Linked DNA regions of Mus musculus: region 1 is linked to region 2. A link is a contact called in public promoter capture Hi-C data. All regions are on one chromosome and are shown on one strand. The core of a region is the stretch at or near the end of the contact, and the rest is flanking DNA. Distances in the headings are between cores, read along the strand shown.

What was found. Promoter capture Hi-C pulls out the DNA fragments that hold promoters and counts their contacts.
Region 1: a contact with region 2 is called in a promoter capture Hi-C map of the HPC-7 cell line, with 4 times the contacts expected there. The contact joins the promoter of Rpl5 here to the enhancer-like site in region 2. A contact is called at or near these places in 8 of 39 promoter capture datasets (the 3T3-L1 cell line, 3T3-L1-derived adipocytes, the C10 cell line and 5 more) and 1 of 9 other capture datasets (liver).

The regions. Positions count from the first base shown.
Region 1 is chr5:107,897,395-107,902,566 of GRCm38.p6, reverse strand. Rpl5 (ribosomal protein L5) reads right to left here and starts at 2,039. Exons shown (of 8, transcript NM_016980.2): 1 at 1,921-2,039; 2 at 628-697; 3 at 430-545. The coding sequence starts at 1,923.
Region 2 is chr5:106,885,429-106,890,089 of GRCm38.p6, reverse strand. It overlaps Hfm1 (HFM1, ATP-dependent DNA helicase homolog), which reads left to right. Exons shown (of 40, transcript NM_177873.3): 20 at 141-188; 21 at 3,499-3,579. Among named protein-coding and RNA genes, the nearest start is that of Hfm1, 38 kb to the left of the region's middle. Within about 2 kb of position 2,564, at least 52 of the 459 cell types and tissues checked have an H3K27ac peak or open chromatin away from gene starts, as enhancers often do. A contact at or near this core is called in the HPC-7 cell line, where this site is marked.

The DNA of each region.
Region 1 (5,172 bases), core at 790-3,289, 1.0 Mb before region 2:
GCCATTTTTAAAGGGCTTTCAAAGTGGAAGACATTTTTGTGTATTTTAAAACCTATTTCAAACAGTAAATAGAAATAGCTTGTCATGCTGGGATGACAGATGAGCAACCCTGCCTGGCAACAAGAGTCCTACCACCCTATTACCAGCCTTTTTAAATCAGTAAAATGGCACACAAGCCCATAAAGTAAGCACCAGGAGTTAATGCGTGACAGATGAAGGTAATTGGAAGACTATTCATATCAACAGATTTCCCAGTCCTCCTCTCAAATTCCATAATGGAAATTAAGCAAAGCCAGGATTTCCAAACCTTCCCCCCACCCCCACCCCCCCCACCCGCCACTGAAATCTACTAACACAAGAAAATAGTCTCTCCCAAAAGTTAGAGTTGATGCGTCTGACCACACTACTCAAGTCTAGGACATAACTCACCTGGCAGATGATATCTCTGTTAGTTACACGAACTATCATCCTATATTTGGGTGTGTTGTACTTATTCTTGTCCTGGATCACCAATCGTTTTCGAGCATAGTAGTCAGTTTTACCCTCTGCAAGGGGAAAAAAAAATTTAACCAGGGAAGGTTCCACCTTGAAACAGTCTTCAGAAACTAAAACAGAAAAAGTTCATACCTCGCCGCCTTCGAAATCTCACTTGGTATCTTTTAAAGTAGGCCTTATTCTTGACAACTTTCACAAACCCCTTTAAAGGAAAAAAAAAATTATCAGGGCTTTGCTAATTGTTTCGTCCCATGACTTTTTTCTTTTGATACAGGCCAACTATGTAGCCCAACATGACCTAGCATTTGGTAGTTTCTGAGCGCCGAATTAATAGGCAAGAACCACCTGGGTTTTGGTCTGTATTTTTTTATTTAACTATGTAACAAAATCATGCCCAAGTTTCAAAAGCAAATTATTACAAGTGTCAACTTCTATAGCATGTTTCTAAGCTGACCGGAAACAAGAATCGCTGTTGTGCAGTGCTCAACCTTTAATAAGGTTAGTTCCTCATGCTGTGGTGACCCTTCCCCAAACCATAAATCTCGTTGCTGCTTCGTTAATTTAATCTTGTAGTTATTCATCGTTAATACAAATATCTGACAGATGGGTTAAGAACCAGATGGAGAACTGCTGTTGCACTGGTTCTCTTCGCCAAACACACCTAACTAAGCCTCAGAAAACACGTAAAGATGGCTGGGCGGAATAGGGCACCGACCCAAGTCGCTCCATCCACAACTGCAGGCTCCTTACTACAACTTGCAGGTACAAAGACATTTTCGTACTGCCTTTAAACAATCTTTCAATTCCTGTACCACTGATCGATCCCTACGCCAAACCGCCGGGATGTATCACCTACACCGGAGCCAATCTGTGCCGACAACTGCACACCTCACCGAGAAAGTTCAACCACTCGGCGCTCACTTCCTCCCTGCCTAAACCGGGCTCAAATGGCAGAGTACGATCTACAATTACTCCTCGCAAATGAAGAGCTGCACCCCACCTCTCAAGTCCGATCTCAGCAAATCTCTGAAAACAGGGCCAGACTCTGGCCAGGAAGAGCCAGGGGCCGCCACATCCCTTCCGGGACGCAGCAGCGCCACGGCCTCCACTGACAGACACTCCCGGCTTCAGGGCTCTGTGCGAGGCCGAGGGATTCGGGCTTCCGTGGCACGGCCTCCTGACGACCCCGGAGACAACTGCGGCTGGCAGCCGGACTCGGAAGCCTCGTCCCGAGCACCCTCCGCCGCGGCCCCTCCCCCGGCTGGCACCCGGCAGCCATTAGGCCACGCTGGAACGGCGGGCGCAGAGCCGGGAATCGAATGCCATCTGCCCCCCGGGTCGCACGAGCCGACCCCGAGCGGGCATCCGCGAGAGGAGGGGGCACCCCGGTGCACGCACGGGCCTGAGACCCAGATGCCCACTCACCATCCTGCGGAATAGAGACCCGCAACCGCGGCTCCACGCAGACCTGCAGAGTCGGCCGCGCTAAGGGGGAAAAAGACCGGAGTCACGTACGCATGCGCAGTATGTAGCACCACCAGCACGCAAGCGACGTGAGAAAGAGTGGCTGTAGGCCTCAAGATGCGCGGGCTATCGCCCCCTGCCGGTAGGAGGATGAATGTCATCTTCCTCCTCTCAACGAGCATGGAGGATGGGCGATGAGAAAGGGAAATAGAGGCTTTTTGCGAGGACTTTTTTTTTTTTTTTTTTGGGGGGGGGGTGGTTTTTCGAGATAGGGTTTCTCTGTGTGACCCTGGCTGTCCTGGAACTCACTCTGTAGACCAGGCTGGTCTCGAACTCAGAAATCAGCCTGCCTCTGCCTCCCAAGTGCTGGGATTAAAGGCGTGTGCCACCACTACCGGGCAGGAGGACATTTTTAAAAACACGCTCGGCATGCACGCACACACACCACACTTATATAATTATTTTTCTAAGCAGGAGGGGGTAAAAATTAAGTTAAATACATGAATTTGCCTATGCTGAAATCTTGCCTTCTCCATGACTTGACTCACTTCTGGAATATATATTTCGGAATTCCCAGCACACAGGGCCGCCGGGAAGCTCAGCCTCAGAGCCTCAAGTTTGAGTTAGAAGAGACTCTTCTGCCTTTGCATAGCATCTTGACATCTGCTTCAAGCATACTTTTCATTCTCCAGCACTTCTCAGAGTGCTGACCTCCAGTCAATTCTTAGTTACCTGTTACATGGTGAAAACAAAACAAAACCCACTGCACTCTCCTGTTGCCTTTATGCTTCCATTGTCCCCAGAATTCCTGACATTATGAGCGCCGCCTCCTCCATCACTCTTAGTCCCCTTCCTCAAGAAGTTTCTTTTTAGGACTGGGTGTGCAGCTAAGAATTGCAGCCTCAGTACTTAGAAGGGAGAGGAAAAAGAATCAGAAAGTGCAAGGCTAGCCTAGGCTACCTAGTGAATTGGAAGCCAGCCTGGGCTGCCTGAAGGAAAAGAAATGCATACAAACAATTATTTAAACACGTGAAAGAACAGTTATAAGGCTGAGAGCTTTAGAAAGTCTAAAAAAAGTCTGAGAGCCGGGCAGTGGTGGTGCACGACCTGGGAGGCAGAGGCAGGCAGATTTGAGTTTGATGCCAGCCTGGTCTACAAAGTGAGTTCCAGGTCAGCCAGGGCTACACAGAGAAATCCTGTCTCGGAAAACCAAAGTCAATGAGAATGCAATTTGAAAATTGCTTCCCTAGCCGGGCGTGGTGGCGCACGCCTTTAATCCCAGCGCTCGGGAGGCAGAGGCAGGTGGATTTCTGAGTTTAAGGCTAGCCTGGTCTACAGAGTGAGTTCCAGGACAGCCAGGGCTACACAGAGAAACTCTGTCTCAAAAAACAAAACGAAACAAAAAAAAAAAAAAAAAAAAAGAAAAGAAAAGAAAGAAAGAAAAGAAAAAACAAAACAAAGTTGCTTCCCCAAATTCTGTGTACCCAATTATTTTTAGCAATAGCATTTTATGACACTGGTGCTCAGATTTTGGAGGGGCAGTGGGACTCCTTAAAAATATTTGTATTTTTATGGATAGCTCAGCAGGTAAAAGTGATTGCTATACAAACCTGATGTACTGACGTCAGACCCCCGGAACCCTTATGGAAAGCCAGGAATGGAGTATGTACCTGTAATCCCAGCATTCCTGTGGTGAGATTCCAGGTTGAAGCCGAATCCCCTAGAAGTGTGTGGGTCAGCAGCAGCAATCAATAGAAAATGTCCTACAGCTGGATCTCATGTAGGCATTTTTCTCAGTGGAGGCCACCTCCTCTCTAATGATTCAGATCTTGGAGTTTCCCAGCTCCCACAAGGCAGCTCACAACTTTCTGAAACCCCAAAATCTAACACTCACACAGACACACATCTAGGCAGAACACCAAATAAAATAACACATTAAATAAACAGACAAACAAATGATAAAATGCTCATAATAAAATAATAAATAAAACACACATCAAATAAAAATAAATACTTTTTAAAAAAAAGTGTGCTCAGTTATTGTACTAGCTGGTTTTCTGTTTCAACTTGACACAAGTTAGAGTCATCAGAGAGGAGTTGAGAAAATGCCCCCATGAGGTCCAGCTGTAGGGCATTTTCTTGGTTGGTTGTTGATGGAGTAGGGCTCAGCTCATCCTGGGTGGTTCTATCCCTGAGCTGTGGTCCTGGGCTCTAAAAAAAAAAAGCAGCAGAGCAAGCCAGTAAGGAGTACCTCTTCATGGCCTCTGCATCAGCCTCTGTCTCCAAGTTCCTATCCTGACTTCCTTTGTGGAAGTGTAAGCTGAATAAACCCTTTCCTCCCCAAATGGCCTTTTGGTCATGATATTTCATCACAGCAATAGAAACCCTAAGTATGACAACTAGCATGCCTCCCCCAACCCCCGCCATTGGTTCTGATCATAATTATTTTATTTAGAAAGAAAAAAATTGTTTTGGTTACAGGAAATAAAAAATTCAAGCTCTTACAAATCCAGTACAGAAGTTTAAAAATCACTAATGACAGCAGGTAGAGATCATTAGACACACAACACTGACTCCTAGTCAGCTTTGGCTCTTCTTGCTCTTTAGTTCTCCAAGAAAAAGCCTCGGGCGATTCTTCTTTACCAGAATAATCTTCTCCATTGCTAAGTAAAACAAGAGTATTTGTTTACAACGGTGGTTCTCAACCTTCCTAATGTTGTGACTCTTTATACAATTCTTCATGTTGTTGTGACCCCCCACACCATAAATTACTTTGTTGCTACTTCATGACTGTAACTTTGCTACTGTTATGAATTGTAATGTAAATATGATGTGCAGAATATCTGATATACAACCCCCGTGAAAGAGTTGTATGTTGAAAAACGCTAGTTTACATAGTCCTTCAGTTTTACTGTTCCTAATTTCATTCTGAAAGGCAAATATACTCAAATCATAATTACCAGCTAACTTATCATGCATAATGGTTGCAATTCCTTAAACCAGTATATCATCAGCTGTATTCATTAAGAAAAAAAAAGGATTGGCTACACCACACCCACTTCACAAAACTTCCACTTCATTCTATCTGCCAAAGGGTAGCTTCAATCTTAGTTCTGAAAATCATAAATACACGCACGTGCGTGCACACACTCACACACACACTATATATATATGTGTGTACATATATATAGTGCATTTGTATATGTATGTATA
Region 2 (4,661 bases), core at 1,315-3,814:
TAAGCCTTTTTAAGCTCATTAAACTGCTATTAATCTATATGAAATATAGATGCGATTTTAATGTGAGATTTAAATTGAACCTGTAAAGACAAATTAAATACACTCCGATTTTTTAAATAAACATTTAATCACTCACACAGGTTTTTCATCTGGATTGAACAAAGATGGGATTGAAGCAAAATTACAAGGTTAGATGTATTTCCTTCTAATATCTATATATATTGTATAAATTTTGATGAGAAATATCAGTTACTAAAGAAATAAGAATATATTTTTGTAAATTATTTTAAAAAGGAAACTTGTCTGGAAAACTATTTTTATGTACAAAATTTGGCATGTATAGTTTTTCTGTATTTATTAATTCTGTCAGAATATCTGCTTTTGTATAAAATGTTAACTTGGCTTTATCTTTATTGTTTTTTAAATGACCTTGATCTCTGAAAACACTGCCCATAGAATAAACACTTTTTTTGTTTGTTTGTTTGTTTCGAGACAGGGTTTCTCTGTGTAGCTCTGGCTGTCCTGGAACTCACTTTGTAGACCAGGCTGGCCTCGAACTCAGAAATCTGCCTGCCTCTGCCTCCCAAGTGCTGGGATTAAAGGTGTGTGCCACTGCCGCCGGGCTAGGTTAAACACTTTTTTTTTTCCTTTTTTAGGTTAATTTTAATTGAAAATATAATTTTGGATTTATTGTGAGTTCTCATTCAAATCTGTGCAATAAGCCGGGCATGGTGGCACACGTCTTTAATCCCAGCACTTGGGAAGCAGAGGCAGGCGGATTTCTGATTTCAAGGCCAGTCTGGTCTACAGAGTGAGTTCCAAGACAGCCAGGGCTGTACAGAGAAACTCTGCCTCAAAAAACCAAACCAAACCAAACAAAACAAAACAAAACAAAAAACTGTGCAATATTTCCCTTTCAAACTTCAATTTTAATCCTTCACTAACTATCTTTTAAACTATAAAAATTCAAAAAGCACTTATTAGAATTCAATATTGCTGTGTCTTCATTGTGTTGAGACTTTCAGCAAAAATAGTTTTGGATCCAGTAACATTAATTTTAATTTGTTCTCTGAATATGTGGCAAATAAAAATACAGAGATAAAGTAACTAGTAAGGACAGAGGCTGAAGGCCAGTGTAGCTATCCGGAGCCTTTTAGCTCCCTCAGGTCCAAGGGCTACTGCGTTCTGAGCCCTGACATCCCTTGGAGGAAAGACAGCAGCACAGGGCTTGCTCCTCCAAACCTGATTGTGCTTCTTGCTCAGTAGCCTCTAAGAGTGGTACAGTAACCACGAGAATAAAATGCAAAGTTTCACAGTGCCTACAAGGTACAGCACATAGCTCCTGCCTCTGTCTCTGACTTCATTTCTTGTCCCTTTCTCCATTTTATTTCTTATCTCTACATTGGTCCTTGTATGTTAGTTACAGTATGCCCATTGTCACTAGTTAGTTACAGGGCTCTCATTGTCACTATGTTAGCTACAGTGTGCTCATTGTCACTCGGGGTCTTGTCATTGTCTGTTCCTTGCTCTTGGAACATTCTCAAGTATTGTACATGGCTTGCACATTTATTTCATCTAAGTCTCTGTTCAAATACCCACCTGTCAGAGAGCTCTTCCTTGCTGTTTTATTTATATCTGTCTTCACTTAAAGATAAAATTACTTTCATGTTGTAGTTATTACTATTTTTTGACCTTAGAAAAATGCCTTTATTATGAAAATTAGGGATATCTATATTTTATACAGAAATTATATGAAATGTGTACAAACCTTAGTTAAGTGTTTAAAAAACTATTAGTTTTTTAAAAACCTTTCTCAGCTTTAGTTTTTTTTAGTAGTTTCCAACACCCAAAATGCATTATTTGTGGATTTGGTTTTTCATTAAAATATAAGTTCTACATATATGAAGAAATGTGTACTGTCCACTATAAACGTAAACCTTAGAGTGATGTTTAGTATATAGGATAGCAAAAATCTTCCCTGATTGAGTGACTGATTAGTGGATAATAAGCTAATTTTAACTTAAGAGTGGGTAACTAAGGTAATTAGAAAACATTTAAAAGCCATAATTATCAAATGTGTTTAGCTGTGCCAAGCTGACTGCATGACACGGTTCCTTATAAGGACTGTAAGGGCCTTTATGATTGGCTCCTCTGTGTAGGACTGGGAAGGGTGTACTGCTCACTCTGCTCTAAACTGTCTCCCTTCTGGCTGCTGCCCAGGGCACTGAGGACAGTAAGCAGTAGGGTATGATTGGAAGTGTTCACTAGTTCCTGTCAGTTACTCACATGGTTTTGTATTGCTTCCTCTTCAGAGGTTTCTGAAGACACACATGGTAGCCTCTTCAGAGAGATAGAAATAAAAAACTAAAAAGCATCAGCTAGAAAAAATTAAGTGATTATTTCAATAAAGTGGCAAACAGGATGAGGGGTAAGACTGACAAGTTTGAGAACAAATTCATAAAACTCTTTGATTATATACTTTGGAAACAAGAGAATGGGCAGTGAGTGAGGTCCATGAACCTTGTATAAACCTCATTGAGAAATTAGTGTGGCAAAGAGGAAGTAGTAGTGACCCCTTCTGCTGAGGGCATCTGCAGTCCCCTCAAACCACACAGAAGTATAGAGAGCAGCAAATGGCTCAATATGATGCTAAAATACACAACTCTGGGTGGAGAGTTAAGATGTTAATGGCACATGTGAAGTTGTATGTAGAACTACATGCAACAGATAGAGCATGCCTTGGGTTCCATTATGCAAATGAAGGAGAGGGCCCTGGGCTCCACTATGCACATGAGGGAGAGGGCCTGGCCTCCACTATGCACATGAGGGAGAGGGCCTGGCCTCCACTATGCACATGAGGGAGAGGGCCCCAGCCCCCTCTAAAGCCAGGCAGAGGAGCTGTTATACTTTTTCCCCTGCTCCAGTCTGTTTCCTCCTTGGGAGTGTATTTTTACTGAATAAGTTCTCTCTCTTTTCTGGATCCTATCTACATGTCTGTGCATTTTCTTGGTCTGGAGCCATCAGGAGTAGCCCTGTGAATTCTGGTGTCAGCCAGTATCATTTTGTGCTATTTTATGTTTGATAAAAGTTTATCAGAAAAACAATGCCATAGTGGAGAGTAGATAACAAAACAGTTCTTTAGACTTGGAACAAGTACTTCAGCCTCAATTCTTTAGTTTTCCAATGTGTATGTGTAATTTTTGCATGTTTTATTATTTTTTGAGAATTAATTAAAGATATATGTATGTATGTAAGTAGATAGATAGATAGATATAGACATAGGTATAGATATAATTTCAGATGTCCCAAGTGCTGAATGGTATGTAACATATTAATTGAATGTTGTTTCCCGAGTTTTTTCTTGCTATTTAAAGGCTCCAGTTCTTCCAGAACAATAATGCTATATAGCAGACATCTTCAATATATTTAATAGTAATTTTAATTTTCATTTATTTCTTATCTTACTAAACTTAAAATCTGTTTTCTATAATTGAACAGAATTATGTTTGAAGAATCTGAAAGATTTATCATCACTAGACCTGATAAAGATGGATGAAGATGTTAATTTTAAACCAACAGGTACTTTTCCTTATGGTGTCACTGAATCGCTTGCTTACTAAGACTAAAATTTTGTTTTACTAAAATTTAATCAATGGTAAAACAAAATTATGATCTTGTTTCCAATAGAGTATCATCATTTATAGCTATAAGGCATCATTTCCTTGTCTATTAAACACATCTAGTAAATAATCGAGTGACACGTTTTCTTTCTCAGCATCAATGGATGCTGCCTGATTTTCTCTTCTGGACACTGCTGTGTTGGTTCTGCTTTTAAATGGGAGTCTCCTTGACCTTTCTTCTTACTATAGGCTTCAGACTTCAGATCTCTGTTTCCAGTTTTGTTTCTTGTGAAATGCAGTTTAGTTTTACAGATGCAGCTATAAACATTATATAAATTCACTAAGAATTGCATCTTGTGGCCAGGCATACTGGCGCACGCCTTTAATCCCAGCACTTGGGGGCAGAGGCAGGCAGATTTCTGAGTTTGAGGCTAGCCTGGTCTACAAAATGAGTTCCAGGACAGCCAGGGCTATACAGAGAAACCCTGTCTCGAAAAACAAAAACAAAACAAAACAAAACAAAACAAAAAGAATTGCATCTTGTATGTTGGCAGCAGCAGAGCTGGAAAGGAAACAAGGCTGTGTGCTGCCAGGTGTAGCAGCTCATGTTCTCTCAGACTAAAAAGGAAACAAGGCTGTGTAGTGCTCAGGTGAAACAGTATTGTTGATTTTTACTAAAGAAGAGAGTATCAGGATGAGTCAGGATGGAGGGAGGGTAGGTAAGAAAGTCTTTATATGAGCTTAGGCGTAGGCGTTAAGGAGGGGATGACTTCCTTCTCCCTTAGGACAGGATGACATGCATGTGTGGGCATGTGTTTCTCAAGAGTCACACTTTAGTGTCTTTTTAGCAGTCACATGTATAACTTTCGTGGCTTCTGAAGTTACTTTGTCCAAAAGATTCTAAGGAACGTTTTCCTTCCATTTCTTTCCCTTTTGGTAAGATAGATGATAGAACAGTTTCATAGGGTCACATGAGCCAAAGGCAGCCTTTGGATCTCAGCTCTGTCCAGCTAAAATATCCTTTTAGTTCTTTGAGGGTTG